Linked DNA regions of Sus scrofa: region 2 is linked to region 1. The links are chromatin contacts, called in public HiChIP or PLAC-seq maps. All regions are on one chromosome and are shown on one strand. The core of a region is the stretch at or near the end of the contact, and the rest is flanking DNA. Distances in the headings are between cores, read along the strand shown. Region 1 holds the start of FSD1L (FSD1-like protein). Region 2 holds the start of FKTN (fukutin).

Evidence for each region. HiChIP or PLAC-seq counts read pairs in DNA pulled down with a chosen protein or histone mark.
Region 2: an H3K27ac HiChIP or PLAC-seq map of alveolar macrophages shows a contact between it and region 1. The contact joins the promoter of FKTN here to the promoter of FSD1L in region 1. A contact is called at or near these places in 1 of 5 promoter capture datasets (liver), 3 of 47 Hi-C or Micro-C datasets (embryonic fibroblasts, epiblast stem cells and psoas muscle) and 2 of 2 datasets of contacts at active chromatin or transcription factors (alveolar macrophages and skeletal muscle).

The regions. Positions count from the first base shown.
Region 1 is chr1:246,766,875-246,769,574 of Sscrofa11.1, forward strand. FSD1L (FSD1-like protein) reads left to right here and starts at 1,273. Exons shown (of 14, transcript XM_005660313.3): 1 at 1,273-1,450. The coding sequence starts at 1,436.
Region 2 is chr1:246,850,953-246,853,774 of Sscrofa11.1, forward strand. It overlaps FKTN (fukutin), which reads left to right and starts at 1,435. Exons shown (of 11, transcript XM_013993732.2): 1 at 1,435-1,783.

The DNA of each region.
Region 1 (2,700 bases), core at 23-2,522:
TCAACCCACAAAGTAGTTGGAGAGACCCATGTACAAATATAAATACGGCCTTGTAGGATAAAGGCTGTTTCTTAAACATAAAGATCATGCCCTCTCAGGACCTTTGTATTTGCTGTTTTTTTCTGTCTAGAATGTTTTTTTCTAGATCTTTGTACAGTTATTCTCTCACTTGACTCAGGTCACTCCTGAGAGAGACCTTCCCACACCCTCCTACAGAAAATGGAGCCCTCACAATTCTTTGAGTCCATTTATCCCATGTAATTTTTCTTTATAAAACTTCTAATCACCATATATATTATATATATATAATGCACCATATATATTATATATATATATAATGGCTTGTCACCGCTGATTCTCAGTCCACTGAATTCGTACCCAATAGATACTCAATATATACTTCCCTTTTGTTCATTTATCGTGATTGCCCAGTTGAACTTTTTTGAGCCTCTCTGGAATCATCGAAATGTAGGATGAGGCCTGTTTGCTTTGGGGAAGAACATTTTCAAGCCTACCTTCCCAAGCTTTCTAGTCTGCTTTGTCCCCTAGGTCCATATTGAGCAGATTCTAGTTTCCCACTAAAAACTGTAATTTTTGAGAATTAACTATGCATTGGGCACTCCCACTATGTTATTTAATCTTCAAAATGTTCTTGCAAAGTCAGCATTATTTCTCTTATTTTACGGAAGATGAAACAGGTTCAGGGAGAATACTTGCTCAAAATTTCCCAGGGGGCTATCTGGGAAAGGTCTACCAGGCTCCAGTCTACCCAAGTTTCTGTCACATTCCTATAGGCTTTCCCCATGTTTCCACTAAATCCCTTTCCCAGCCCTTTGCTTCTCACTGGGCTGCTGGGCCCGGTCTAGCCTGGCTGCTCCTCCAACGCTAGTGTGGAGAGATGCTTCAGATGCTTTCAGGATGGATGGGGGCTGATGTATCTCCAGGGCCAGAGCTCCCCCCTGCAGTCCCCGCGCCCTCCCCATGGACCTGGCTGCTGGAAGAAGCCCAATGGTCCATCTCAAGGCCTGGAGGAAAAAGGACGGGGAAGAAGGGAGAGTTATCTTCAAAGGACCGTCTGGACAGAAGGGCAAGCACCCGTTTCTCCCTACAGCTCCCTCGCAGCACAGGCAGGACAAGTACCCCCAACGCCCCGCCGCATCCCGACTGGCTGCAAGACGCATGCGCAAGGCGCTCCTCGCCCCCTCCCTTCTCGGGCCGCCCTTTCACCCTGGCAACCGCGGCGCGACTACGGCGCGCGCTGGGCTGGGCGCGGACGGGGCGGGGCCGGGCGGCGCCGGTGCGGGCTGAGGCCGAGGCGGTGGTGGCTCAGCAGAGCGGCGGCTCTCGGGTAGCGGTCTCGGTGTGTCCAACCTCCCTCTGCCTACTCGCAAGGTTCCTCGACGCGGTTCGGGTCCAGTGGACCTAACCCTTTGCCATGGACTCCCAGAAAGTAAGCGGGAGTGAGGGGCGCGGGGCCCCTGAGGCCGGGCGGAGGGTGGGCGGGGCGCCTGGGGCCGGGTGGGCGGTGGGCGGTGGGCTCGCGGGGCGGCCCGGGCATGGCTGGGCTGTGGCTGCCACTGCGGAGCGCAAGGCCGCCCGACTCCTTCCTGGGTGAGAGCAGAGCGGCGCCTGCCGGATTGCGGGGACCGCGCCCGTTGACCCTGGATTGCCTCTGCCCTGCACTTTGTCCTGGGCACTGACTCCTGAGCGGGAATCGGGAGCCATCCCCATTTTTCAGTCTATCATTTTCTGCAGCGCTCTAGGCCCCCTTTGATTCTCACAGCCTCCCATCGTGCTTAATCCATCCTCAGTAGAAGAGGAAACTAAGGCACATGGGGGTCTGTTTGCTGACGCCCTGTGCTCGACCCACTCTTCTCCTGTCTTTGCACAATACGTGCTTTTTTAGGTCGGAACCAGATATCCTTGGTATCCCCCCCTCCGCGCGCCTTCTCCACCCGCTCCCCTCCCCCCGCCCCCTGCTCCCCGCTCCTAGGGACCAGTTCACACGCACGTCTTAGTGTTTAGTGCTGGTTGAATTGAGCGAAAAGACTGACAGTTTGTCAAGGCAGCGGTCCCACCCTCTGTCCACTTCTATGTTGCTGGTCACAGTTACCTTAATGGTTGTCTTGGCATGTTTTATACTTTCCGAACAAGTTAAGGAAAGGGTATATAGAACTAGCTGTTTCTATTAACAACAATAACAACAACAAAATATTTAGAGAATATAGCCAGTGTTTTGAATACAAGTATAAGTGAGTTATTAATATTGTCGTAATTCTTATCTGGAAATCAACCTCCCTGTTCTCTTTGTTAGATTATAGTAATTGAAATATAGTGCGGTATAGGAAGAAAACACAAGTGTTATTAATAATGTAACAAGGAAAAACAAGGGCATATCCAAGAGGCCATTCTTTTCTATTATTAGATAGAAAGTACTGGAAAGACTTAGTACAACAATGTTTTCTGTAATTTTGCCTCGATTCACTTCCTTGAGGAGCACTGGGGGATGAGGGAATATTGTAGTGACGTGTTAAGTATAAACTAGTATAGTATTTAGCAAAAGTCCTGTGATTTCATTATATGGGTGCATCTTGAAACTCAGGTATACTCAGTTTTTATTTGCATGACTATTACGAAGACATTTTTTAAAAATTATGTTTTGTGTGTTTTGAATATGTATATATTTAAAATATCTCTGCC
Region 2 (2,822 bases), core at 185-2,684, 84 kb after region 1:
AGATTGTGGTGCTTCTAGGTGAATTTAAGCAGATGATACAGAATATGCTATTATCATCTACCAGTTCTAAGTAATGAGCACTCTACATAAAACAGTTCATCTGCCAAGTTTATGGTTACCCTCTGTATTCCAAACTTTATTCCCTTCTTGTTCAACACCTGTTTCTTCTCAGGATTGAGGTGTATCAAAGAAAAGTGATTGTAATCAAGCAGGACCCTATGGAGCCTTCCTGGGACAGACCACCCCTTCCCCCTATGTTCTTCACTTGCTCTCTTTCATAAAAAAAGCTTTAGCCTCCCAGGTCTCTCAAGAATCTCAAAAGGCTGGCTCAAGAGTTAATGATTGGGGGAGTTCCCGTCGTGGCTCAGTGGTTAACGAATCCAACTAGGAACCATGAGGTTGCGGGTTGGATCCCTGGCCTTGCTCAGTGGGTTAAGGATCTGGCATTGCCGTGAGCTGTGGTGTAGGTTGCAGACGCAGCTCGGATCCCACATTGCTGTGGCTACAGCTCCCATTAGACCCCCAGCCTGGGAATCTCCATATGCCGCAGGAGTGGCCCAAGAAATGGCAAAAAAAAAAAAAAGACAAAAGTGATTGGGAAAGGTGATGTAGAAACAAAGTTGTTGAGCTGGGATATCGGCAACAATTTACACTATAAAACAGCCTACAAAGAGTCAACAAATTCCCAGTTCCCTGAAAAATATAAATAAAAGTCTGACACACACTCCTAAGTTGTTTTAACAGGAAGCAGACCCTAACCAGATGAAAACTGAGAATAACAAGCATCTAGACTGTACACTGGTTGAAATCAAAATTGGTGATGCTGGAAACTTCACCTTGACGTCAACTAATCCAAGCTGATTAGCTGTGCACAAGCTGATCACATATCCTGCCCCCCTCTCTCACACTGTCTTTTTAACTTTTGTCTCCTGACCTGCAGTTTGGAGATGGTCTTAGGACATTAGTCCACCATCTTCTCAGGTTGCTGGTCTCCTGAATAAAGCAACTTTTCATTTCCCACTAACGCTTGTCTCTCGAGTATTGGCCTTTCTAGTGGCAAGCAGCTGAACTTGGGTTCAGTATTGGCCTTGTCATCTGGTTACAAACAGAATAAACTTGTATGTATACAAAAAACTTATCGAAGGAAAACCAAGAAACTGATAAGGATCATAATAACCCCTGGAAAATGGGAAAGAAAAAGACTTCATTTTATACTTTACCCCAAAAAACCAGAGTCTAGAGTCCGTGGGTATTATTGAATACACAGTAAGTGGCATTGTGCTACTTGATAGATGTATGTATCATCAAGTTGGAAACCAAGTTAGTCCACTAAAAATAACTCAGGGTGTAATAAAACATGTATACAACATTCTGTACTATTTTAATAAATGAATTTTATGTATCAGTACTCTCTAGTATAATAAAAGGCTAATTTCAAAATGCAAAAAAAAAGTTTAGAAAACACTCAAATACATGAGGGGAGTCTTTTCAGTTTTCACCATGGGTTGATAATAGTAATTTTTGTAGAAAGCCTAAAATGACAGTAATTTGTTTAGTGTTTTATAGTTTACAAAATTGTCAAAATTGACTCCTATCTGATTTTTAACAATACTTTGGATTACACAGTTGAAAGTTAAACAGCCAGGTCCAGAACTGATTGTGTGTACACTTCCAGACTTTAACAAGAGTATAACTGTCCCCTGGAGCTTGGATGTCTCGCAGAGGCCTGAACCTCAAGAGCAATATTAACATTTCCCACTCCATTCCCCGACCTCATCTGATGGTAAGCAAAACCAGAATTCAGGGAGTTACTCTGAATCCTGCTGCAAAGCACACACTAAAAAATTATCAACTGTTTATCTGAACTTCATATTTAACTGGTGTCCTATATTTTTATCTGGCAAACTCACACGCTTTGGGAAACAGCTGGTGCCTCTCCAATCCTTGGACCACTTCTTAAAATCTCAGGACGCTTCAGTGCGCTGCTGTAGTTGTTACCTAGGCAAGACAGAAAAGGGCTTTGGCTATGTGGCTAGATCCCCAAAGCTAGAAAAGCGCCGGTGCTCAGTCAATTTCGGGCAGTGAGGAAGCGTCAAGAGTCGTGAACTGGACAGAGTCAGGGTGCCTGCAACGCTTCAACGTCTGCAACACCAACCAGACCGGAACGTACGACTGCACTTGACGGCCCCTTTTGCAGCGGTTACTGTTAAGTGCCGTAAAGTGGGGTTGCCGCCGCTCTCGGGTGAGGTAAGGTGTAGGGAAGCTCAGTTTGGTCGCCGGGGATGGGCGGGCATCTCATGGCGAGTGTTGCTGGTGGCTCGGGGCCGGTCATTGGGCATCCCTCAGCCTTTTGGGCACCCCCCGCAGGCCCAGTCGGGTCACAGGTCGAGGCGCTAAGGGCGGGGGCGGGGGGGTACTCACTGAGGAGTCCACGAGCAGCTGGTGGTGGACGTGCGCTCCGCGGTCTTTTCCACGCTCCTGGGCGTGTTAGCGAGATAATCCTCATTCCCTAACAGATTTGGTACTGAAGCGCAGTCGAGACTCTTAGGACCTGCGTGGGGTAGCGACGTGTGAGTAGAGTCGTGAGAGCCGTCTCGGAATTTGCAAGAGGAGCTAGGGAGAATGGGGGGCGGAGGGAGAAAGAGCGATTGCAGATTGTCAGACCAATGCTTGCATAGGTACAGAGGCTCGAGAGGGTCTATCAGATTTGAGCATCACTGCGTATTAAGAAAATTGCCGGAGGGACGGGTGCAGGGAAGGGAGGGCCGGCTATGTGTTGGGAGCTAACGTTGGGTCTCAGCTGGAAAGGACCTTGAAGCCTT